Linked DNA regions of Lactuca sativa: region 1 is linked to region 2. The links are chromatin contacts, called in public Hi-C maps. All regions are on one chromosome and are shown on one strand. Each heading gives the region's core, a stretch centred on a gene start, on an enhancer-like site or on the middle of the called end of the contact. The rest is flanking DNA. Distances are from core to core; before and after follow the strand shown.

Region 1 (5,465 bases), core at 2,097-4,596, 150 kb after region 2:
AGAGCCGGTCCGGTCCGGTCCGGTCCAAATGCTCACCCCTAAGCTCCACATGCAAGGTTTAACACCCTTGCCTTGAGGCGCCTATCTTCTAAGCCCGACTCCATTCCAGCAGCATGATCCGCCGACGGGGCTCAAAGGCTTGCAACCTTTGCCTATATGATTCCATGCGATGCTCTCCCGCGTGATGTATCTACGATCATTGGCGGCTAAGCCCGATCCATTCCACGCGATGCTCTCCCACGTGATGTATCTACAATCGCTGGCAGCTAAGCCCGATCTGTTCCACGTGATGCTCCCCCGCATGACATCCCCATGATTGCTAGCTGCTAAGCCCAAACTATTCTTCTAAGCCGCACAACATAAGTTGTGTATCGTCGCACATCGTAAGTCGTGCATCATAATTTTATGTCATGCTTAGCATCAAATTTGGTGTCTCTTCTCTTATAAACAACATGGGTTTCCTATGCTCGGGCGATCAATAAGGCGTTTCCTACATTACATCTTGCTATAGCAAGGTTACTCTTCAAGAAGAATGTTATCTACAACAACATTGCCACTTATAATCCATCAACATTTATGTTGCCTGGCTCTTAGCAACAGTTTGGTTGTCTATTATCATAGAAAACAACCTCGTTGTGTATTCTTATAACAACCTTGCCTATGCACCATAGTCTGATTCGACTACCTACGCTACCCACATCAGACTGGGGGGGGGGGGGGAATCTAGCTAGGAATAGCCCGAGCAAGAAACACCTTTAGAATGGTAATCAATGCTCATGAAAAACAAACTGTGAAGATGATTATCGATGACATCCCTCCAAGATGATAGAAATGTCGCGACATTAGTGTTGTGTAGCACTCTTTAGCAGCCTCGTTCTACAAAACATTTACAGCAACAGTTATGCTACATCACACCGATCAGCTTGCACTCCTCTCAATGAAGGAGTATCAAGTCAGCTTAAGCCACATAAGCAATGTTTGGCTCATTGCACAACACCACGACTCTCATGGGCAAGGTCCAGTCGTTCTTTTTATTATTTAATGCATTGGTTCTTGTCTAGTCTGATCCGATTGTTAGCAATCCAATCACATCAGACTAAGGGGATTTGATGACACACAATTTATATGACTAAGTCCAATCCAATGTCATTAGATGCGTACCGGTAACATCAGACTGGGGGGACTTGATGATATATGGTCCATTAGCATGGCCTAGACTGCTCTAGAGTGCCAGCCTGGCCTGTCACGCTCCTGCCAGCCTTGTCTGGCGTTCCCTTTCCAACACTACCTGGCGTTCCCTTGCCATCCGTGTTGGGGACTCTCCTACCGGCCCGACGCCTTGCCTAGGGCGCGCCCGAAATCCCCGCCCGGTGCCTCCAATCGGCCTTGCCCATCTCCTTGCTAGTTGGGCCTGAATTTAGGGTAAGGGTTTCAACGGAGGACATTAGAGAGATGGAGGCTGAGAGTGGAAGAGGTTTAGAGGAACTAAGGAACTTAAATAGGGCTCAAAACCCCAAATTTAGGGTTTGGATTTTGATCGCGTACGCCCAACGTACCAAATGATATGCTCAACGTACACTTCTAAAGACACGACTTCACAATGCTGGTACGCCCACCCTCCTTCCTAACTTCAACACACTTTCAAACTACCACACATTTTTTGTTCCAACTTCGATTTTGGCATTCTTTATATGCACAGAAGGGTGTACAAGAGCCCCACAATATTATCCAGATATCTTGGACTAAAAACTTCTTGAACTAAAATATGAAATTCATGCAAGAACCCGATTTAAGTCTTTTCCCTTTTCAACCCTTTGACCCAAAACACAATTTAAAGGTTTAGATCTCTCAACCATCATTGTCACCTTCCAAAGGGCCTAACTTTACCCCCTTAAGGCCCAAAGCCCTCACAGAATTGGCTTTTGGCCCATAACCTTGAATTAAGAAATGACCAGAAACATGATGTTACAATTCTCCCCCGCTTAAATTAGATTTCGTCCTCAAAATCAGTTCTCGTTTCCACTACCCGATGTAACCCCTTAAGGGTCCTTCAAAAGTGCCTCCAAGATCTGATTCATATTTGTTGTAGCATCTCCAATAGACGACCATCCCTCGACAATTTTGCCATCCCAGAAATTTTGGTGATACGACACGTCCTGAAGAAAACATCTCCACACAACCTCCTTAAATCATGACAGAAAGAACCCTTTCTATACTCGGAACCTGACACAACCCCCACATCAGCCAAACTGACCGAAAGTCTGCAGATTTGATCGACCCAAAACCTTCTTTGCCAAACGTCGTCATGCTAACCTCGCAAATAAGCACATCATCGAAACAAAATCAATTGGTCACATACTAAACTAGACCTTGCTCCTATTCGGCTCTGACAACCCTGCTTAGCTATCCACTGACAACACTCGGGTTTACCCCCGATCCACCAACCAACAACATCACTCAGGCTTACCCCCGACCCACTAACCTACATCAACACTCACAGTCTAACCGGTCTGCACATCAATCCCAACAAGACTTAACTAACCCTATCAGACCTTTGGGCCATGACTCAGACATCTAAGCTCCAATCAGACAAGAACAGACAAGGATGCCCTCATCACATCCCTCAACCTGGGCTCCTAACACCCTAGAGTCTAATGCACAAACACGCCCTACATATTTTCGCAACTAAAACTAATACAACTCGAGGGAAACCCAACAACTGACGATGATCTTGATGCGAAAACAGAAGATTCAACACTTGCACGAAAGTCTTGAACGTGGAGAAATTCCGACTGAAAATTGAACCTTGGCATAAGGTCTTCCCGCTGCGAGGTCCCACTCTTCCCCACTTAGAATATGCTAGAATCTAACTACTTCACTCACCATCCTTCGATACCCATATCAACTTGAATTCTACTACTTAATCCCAACCACTATATACAATATCAGATCAATTCTCATATTCACAATCTAACTTGGGCGTTGGAGAACAATGCCGCGGTCCAACCCTCGGTATGGCTTCCTAATCCAACAATTATTTATTTCGTACAGAGTGGATTCCAAGATGCTTATTAGACAGAAGCCCTGAATGAAAAGCTAAATATGTACCTAAAACTTGCCGTAACAATACTCTACGTCCTAGTTAGCACCATATAGGTGTTTCACGTGCCGTAGAAGGTAAAAATCATCTAAAGTACAAAAATAAATAAATCTTTCGGTGTATTATACATCAAGACATAAAATTATACATAACCAAATATTTTATGTAAATTTATGGCTTTTTTGTAACCTAGAAGAAATAATTGTAAAACACTTTGAAATGCAAATGAAATTAACAAATGTCATCCGTCCGTATACACATGACTCCATCCGCTACTGACACCCAAAACGCATCTTCAACCTTTTTCATCCTCATCCATCAAATATACCATCAAACCCTTTTCCCTTTCTTCTCTCGAACAATTTCCTTCTCCATGGACTCGATTCCCGATCTGTCGCCGGTTAACGACCAACATCAGCCTTACCCTGCCAGCCCAACTACTAACGGCGCCCACCCACCTTATTCCGATGTAAGTCCCTTCCTCTCTTTCGAAATTATCAATATCATCATCTGCTTGACCTGTAACAGTTTCTAAGTTTCACTACATATATATATTTTTTTGAATTTTGTTTGTGGGTTTTGTGTCTGTTTCTTGGCAGATGATAGTAGCAGCAATTGTTGCTCTAAAGGACAAAGATGGGTCCAGTAGACAAGCTATAGCTAAATACATAGAACGGCATTATACAAATTTGCCTCCTACTCACTCCAACTTGTTGACTCACCACCTAAAGCGAATGAAAAACGAGGGTCAGCTAACGCTCGTCAAACACTCTTACATGCTTCCACTTCCTAGATCTGTTCCTTTCGAAACTCCCGCACCCACACCCACACCCACGTTGGACCATGATATCGCTGACTATTCTGTAACTTCTACTGATACATTGGGTACTACACCTGGCTTTAAAGCTGATAATTCTTCTGTTCAACCTAGGAGAAAGCCCGGCCGTCCTCCCAAACCCAGACACGAATTCGGGTTCCAGGTACAAAATCAGGTGCCAGATGAACAGCCAGCAGCTGAGATCCAACCTTATGAACCTCAATTCGAGCAGCACTTGGGTTCTTCTGGGCAAGAGTTGCAAGGAAATTATGCAGGGGCTGCTGAACCCATCTTTGCTTCATTAGGTTTGGGTGATGATGGTGTTGCACCAACTGTTGAGTCTCCTGAGAATGTAGTGGTTTCAGCCAAGAGAGGCCGTGGTCGGCCGCCAAAGAGTTCCAGTGCTAGCAGAGCTGTTGTAACAAGTTCTGGCGGCGGTGATTCTGGTGAGGCGGAGGCAGAGAGGAGAGTAAGGCGGAAAGTTGGCAGGCCTAAGCTGATGTCAATCATGCTGTTCAATGGTGGTGGTGGGATTGGGAAGAAGAGGGGTGTTGGCAGACCCAAGAGAATTGGGAGACCTGTGACTGTGCCTTTGTCAGGAAACGTGATGAGGCCAAGAGGAAGACCTAGGAGGGTGGGGCCCCCTGCACAAAATGTATCTGTTAATGCCAATGGTGCTGATATTCATACTGATACTGAGCCTGCTTCAGTTTCAAGATCCCGGGGTCGGCCTCGCAAAACTTCTGACACTGATGCTGCAAACAAGCTACAAAACTCCACTTCACAATCATTTGGATGGCCGGCTGAGGTAATAATATCTTTCTTCTATCTTGTTTTATTTACTTAATTTCCATTTCTACTGTGTAAATAATTTATACCTTTGATTTGAGAAACTAGTTTGATTTAATGTAGATGAAAAAAATAAAGGTTTCATGTCAATTTAAGCATTACCACCATCTTTTAGCATGTTAGAGTAATGGGGTGTCATGTGCCAAATAGGAGAGAATAACTTAATGAACAGCCGACATGTCTTCTTAGATATATTGTGAAAAAAAAAGCTAAATCAGTGAACTTTCGAAGATGGTTGCGTTGGATGTTGCTTTTCATGTGTTTAAATATTTATGTTCTGGGCAAATTTGTAAAAAAGTTAGGACTTAATTTCCTGATTCCTCATTAAGTCAAATAAAATAGAAGCAACCATGTATAGTAGCTTACTGGATTAATTCTTGTTCTCATTAAGTTCATAAATTAGCCAACTTTAAATACTATATACATAGAAGATGTTGGTATACTGGATTTTGAGCTAGCCCAAGTGTGTACTTAAGTCCAAGCTCAAGGGGTTATTTTCAGCCTTTTTGAATTGTGGGGCCTTAATTTGATGGGTATATCATATATGTATAGTACAACCTTTTGTCAATGTTTGTTTTTTTTACCCCAAGAACCTTAGTTTTTAGATGAAGATACGGTTACGGTTGGTTGATAAGAATTTATAGAAATATATCTTTGTGGTTAGACTTAGTTTTGTGGAAGGATCTATCCATGGCTGTT
Region 2 (5,228 bases), core at 2,481-4,980:
TCGTTTAAACCGATCAACGCCACTATTGTATTTGTAAATTACAAACATGGGTGAGAATTTAAAATGGAAAATGTTATTTATGCATAAGAATAATCTTTTTCAGATGGATTAAAGCATTGGACTGGGACTTGGGACTCAGAACCATGTATGTCATTGTAATTTTTTTTTCTCCCACCCAAAAACTTACAACAATGGGCTGCCTCTCGAGCAAAAGACATCTATCTCATCCTCTTCATTGAAATAGACCTAGAAATCAAAGGGCATTCACGTCTTTTCAACTGTTATCAAAACTAACATTTGGGTGGGGACAACTATTGTATTTGTCAAAGTCAAATACAGTACAACTTGTCAAGTGGGCCCAGAAAGCATATGACCTTGGGTACATGAAGCTAGTTTGTTCTCCACCACGTAAATATTCCTGAAGCATCTGAGGATGATACTCTAAAATCTGATACAATTACAAATAAGACAACCTTAACATTAACCAAGTTTTTTTCATATGAAGATTGCAAAAATATCCTATTCTAATCTGGCAAAATTTAATTTATCTACCAAATATTATCATTACTAATTTGTCACAAAAGATAACAGGAAGGCCTTGTACCGACAAAAATTGCAAATTTTTTTGTCTCACTTGAAAAGGTGAGACTAAGATTTGCTCTTAATCTCTATTTTGTGTGAAAGGAAAACAGTCATAGAAAGCATATCCCATGTGCATAATAAGAGCATTTGGTTGATGATATAAAAATTTAACTTCAAAATGATGTATCAAAAAAAAAAAAGTTGCAACCAAACCTCTCGATAGATGAGCTCTCTAACATCATCTTTTCCCAATTTCCTCCTCTCAAACTCAAACTCCATCTTTGATATGGCATGAGTTGAAGGTTCTCTCTCCACATTCGCCAAGCCTTGAAAGTAGGGATCCGCCAGTGCCTGCAAAAAGCAAAATCAATCCCCAATTCTTTCTTTCTTGTCAATTGTCATCTTTATAGAATCAATCATACACCTACATCTTCAGCTGATGGGCGATCCTTTGGATCAAAAGAAAGCAGGCGTTCCAATAGGCGAAGGGCCAAAGGATCCACATTAGGAAACTTGTGTGTAAATGGAACAGGCGCTTTCTTGCGCATATTACTAAGATACCTTCGTGCCTTTTCATTGCGAATCTGCACTTTTTTAAAGATTAGATATAACTCATTTGAAGCATCATTTTGAATGATACTAAAAAAAAAAAAAAAAAAAAAAAAAAAAAACCCAACCCTTGCAATAGATTCAGAGGAAGGAGTGCCAAGCAGATCAGTCATGAGATCCAACTGATGAACTACATTTTTTCCAGGAAATAATGGTCTTCCAGTAAGAATCTCAGCAAATATGCATCCAATGCCCCAAATATCAATGCCAGGAGTATACTGCAAACAAGACATCACATGATGAAAAAAATATATAATTAAAAGACAAAAACAGTGGGCAGGTAGGTGCCTATGTAGTTTTTACTTTTCACATACACACACATTAAATAAATCTTGTTTCCTTATTACTATAATATCACAACGTAAAAAAAAACCACATTCAGTTTTTTGAAACAACTAGTAAATTCGTTTCAGGGTGAAATCAGTGTCAACAATTCTTAACAGCTTCAACAATGGGTGAATAAGTAATTTTAGCTTTAGAAGCTGTTAAAAAGGTAAAAAGTTGGACTACATAAAAAAAAATGAAATGGAGGAGGAGGAGGCGTTGTACTTTTGAGAAAAAGGATCCACAGAGTTCAGGAGCACGATACCATCGAGTTGCAACGTAGTCCTGCAACAATTAAATTAAATTAAATTAAATTAAATATTGAAATAAGAAGATACAAACATATGAGTATGACTGATGACACATACATAATCTGATAATCATAATCATATATTTCGATTTTTGAACAACAAACCAAATGTAGTTATATATTATATAAAATACAAATGAGAAAAGTGACTGAAGACAAAGCATACACATAGGTTTAAACATACCGTCCAGAATATGGCTGATGGTGCATCATTAAATGACACACGAGCAAGCCCAAAATCACAAATCTTCAATTTACAGTCAGAATTAGCAAGAATGTTTTTAGGTTTTAAATCTCGATGAAACACATTTGCTGCACAAATGACAAATAGTCAAACACAAAAGTATACATACATACATATATTTGCACCATTCTTTCATACAAGTATTTGTAGTAGGTATCAGGCTTGTAATACCACAACAACATATATCTTGTCAAGATAAAAAAAGAACCAACCTGCATGAATATATTTTAACCCACGAAGAAGTTGGTACAAGAAGAACTGATAATGTTCAGGAGTTAGATCATCATTTGCCCTGATAACTTGGTGAAGGTCAGATTCCATCAATTCAAAAACTACATAAATATCCTTAAACTCTCTTCTAGAAGGAGGGAGCATTATATGCTTGATTTCTACAATATCAGGATGCTTCAGCAACCGAAGGAGTTTGATTTCTCTAAGAATCCTAGTGGCATCGGAAACATGCTCAAAAACATCATTGATCTTCTTGATTGCAACCTTTTCGCCTGTGTGAGTATCAACAGCCGACCCCACAACACCATAACTTCCTTTCCCAATAACTTCTTGAACTTGGTACCTACTTGCCTCTCCATACTCTGTGAAGAACTCTGCTTCAATCTGGGTCAACAATAACAAACACACCTTTAATCCACAAAACAGAAACAAACTAGAGATGCATCTTGTTAATGCAGCCAAAAGGGCGAAACTTTGTATTCAGTTGAAAGTCTGTTTTTATGCAACATTTACGTCATCTACAATGGGGTTGGTTGGACAAATCAAATCAACTATATTACAGTATACTTGTTCTTGTGGCCAGTAGGAGCCACTGGTCCTCATACTTACTCCCACAAAACTGTCAGTAGAGGGATCAACTTATCAACAAAAGCAAGAAGGAAAAGGACAAATGAAATCAATCATCAACTTATTCAATTTATCGTCTTGTTTGATGGTTAGTGTGTGTATTTTGCTATATATGGTTTGTTCTTTAAAACCCAGAGTACAAATTACTAAAAATCTATGACGTCATGAAAACAGCGACGTTAAGGATCCAAATTGACATGAATTAATCGCAGCAAAACTCATTACTGATATTCATAATAAAAGATCTCGAGAGCGTGAGAGATGAAAAGAAAGAAACCTTTCTGTTATGATCCATGGGGGCGGAAGGTGAGGGGAAAACAGGTGGAAAACTGATGCGTTTGGGAACCCTAATAACCTTAAGTGCAGAAAAATCAAAGTCTTCGGTAATGGTGAGTTGATTCGAAGATGATGACGACGAGGGTAATGATTTTGTTTCAGAATCGAGATTCACATGGCCATCAGGATTAGGAACAGAAGAGGATCGACGATTGTGATGGTGAAACCAACGAAGGACCCCGTCCACAAATGTTCCACTCCCCATAAAACCCGCAAAGACCTACAAGTTTACTAGTTTTCAAAGACAAAAAACTATCGATTCGTCTTTTGGTTTCACAGTCAATCGATCTCAGCATCCCCTGTTTCTTATAAATCAACAGATACAGTTGTCTCCCATGGAGTTTGTTTGATAAGGAAAGAGAGGAGGAAGATAGGAAAATAGAGCTGTCGCCGCGTTACGTGAAAGGGGAGAGGAGAGGAGAGGAGATGGGGGAGAAAGGTGAGAAGTGAGAGCTGAGATGTGAGATGTGAAAGGCGATAGGTCATAGAAGGGCCCACTCGTCGTGCTTTATTTTATATTTCATTATTGGCTGTCTTCATTTTGTCATATGGTTTTTATTTGTTGTCGCTTCTCGTGTCTATTAAAAAAAAAAGTTCGATTTTTGGTGAACTGCAAAAATAGTCCTTCAGCTCTATACAATTTGCCATTCTTAGATATTTAACAACTCATATTTTGCAATTGTTTTTGAACGACATTATTTTATTATTTTATTATTTTATTAAGAAATAACAATATGTCATACATATTATAAAGATAATATCTTTAAATATTATTAAAAGAGAAACTTGATTACATCATCTTCAACAATCAAATTCATTGATTGACTTTCCTTTATAGTTTTCCACCATTTGATCAATTTGATAATGTCATCTAAAAAAAATTAAAAACTCCTTTTCTTTTGAAAAAATGTGTACACAAATCGTAACCTCTCCATAGTTTCCAAATTTGGATTGCACTAGTAACCTAAAATCACACAAACCTTAACCCTATTTCGGCTCCACCATTACAACTTACACCCGCGATGCTTTCTCTGCCGACAAATTATGTACACCATCAGCCATCCTCAAACAACATCTCTTCTGTCTCTCTCCTTTTCCTCTTGAGTCTCTAGCATCCATTTGTTACGAGTACCCTCCGTACGTTGTCGATTGACTCGGTTTCGAGCAAGAAACTGCAATATCAATGGTAGGTAAGCTTCACAATGTTCCCTTTTAGCACAAGGTCATCTCCTTGACAATGCTCACAATCTTAATCTATGGCTAATCCTTAAGATTAACTACATTTTTTTTATTTTAGTGTAGGATTTGGAGTTTCTGTTTAAATCATGACAGAGTTTGCAAACCTGCAATTGCAATTCCAAAGTTATTTAGAACAAACAGGTATTTTAAATTACTCTTAAGTGTTCAAAAAATTCTTTTGTTCATTATTAACCTAAAAAATTGTTTTTTCGTTTGTTTTAAAGAGTAAGTGGAGGTATTATCCATGGCTACCTGTGGATACCATAAGGTCGTGACAAAAATCAAGACTGTATATAACATGGCCACGGCCTTTAGTTTGAGGTTTATTTTTCTATTTTTCATTTTGATTTCTATTTAATTCATTAATTTTTATTGAACTCGACTAAACCATTGTTTGTGATGTGAAAATGTCATTAACGGACAAGGAAAAGTTTAAAAGACACATTTTTAAAGTGATTTTATTAATATGCCCACCAATTGTTTGGTAAAATGCCTTGCTTACAAATTTTTCTTATCATCTTCAGGTAACTAACTTATCAATGCCACAAAAGTAATTTTTAACTTACTTGTTCTGATCTTTATATTTTAGTTTATTTTCATAATTTTATTGAATGATGTAGGAACAAAGCTGAAAGAAGTTGGTAAGTCTGCACTAACTAAATATTTCTACCGAATAACTCAATTGTCATATGAAGAACATATCGATCAAGAAGATGCTTCAGCATA

The links. A called contact is a pair of places that touch in the nucleus more often than the background predicts.
Region 1: a contact with region 2 is called in a Hi-C map of leaf, with 8 times the contacts expected there. The contact joins the promoter of LOC111899148 here to the promoter of LOC111899149 in region 2. A contact is called at or near these places in 2 of 4 Hi-C or Micro-C datasets (leaf and seed).

Annotation. Positions count from the first base shown.
Region 1 is chr8:261,621,891-261,627,355 of Lsat_Salinas_v11, forward strand. It overlaps LOC111899148, which reads left to right and starts at 3,347. Exons shown (of 4, transcript XM_023895031.3): 1 at 3,347-3,569; 2 at 3,700-4,725. The coding sequence starts at 3,360.
Region 2 is chr8:261,470,463-261,475,690 of Lsat_Salinas_v11, forward strand. LOC111899149 (mitogen-activated protein kinase 9) reads right to left here and starts at 3,731. Exons shown (of 11, transcript XM_023895032.3): 1 at 3,205-3,731; 2 at 2,282-2,684; 3 at 2,010-2,137; 4 at 1,741-1,800; 5 at 1,260-1,409; 6 at 1,011-1,166; 7 at 796-933; 8 at 375-448; 9 at 1-22. The coding sequence starts at 3,468.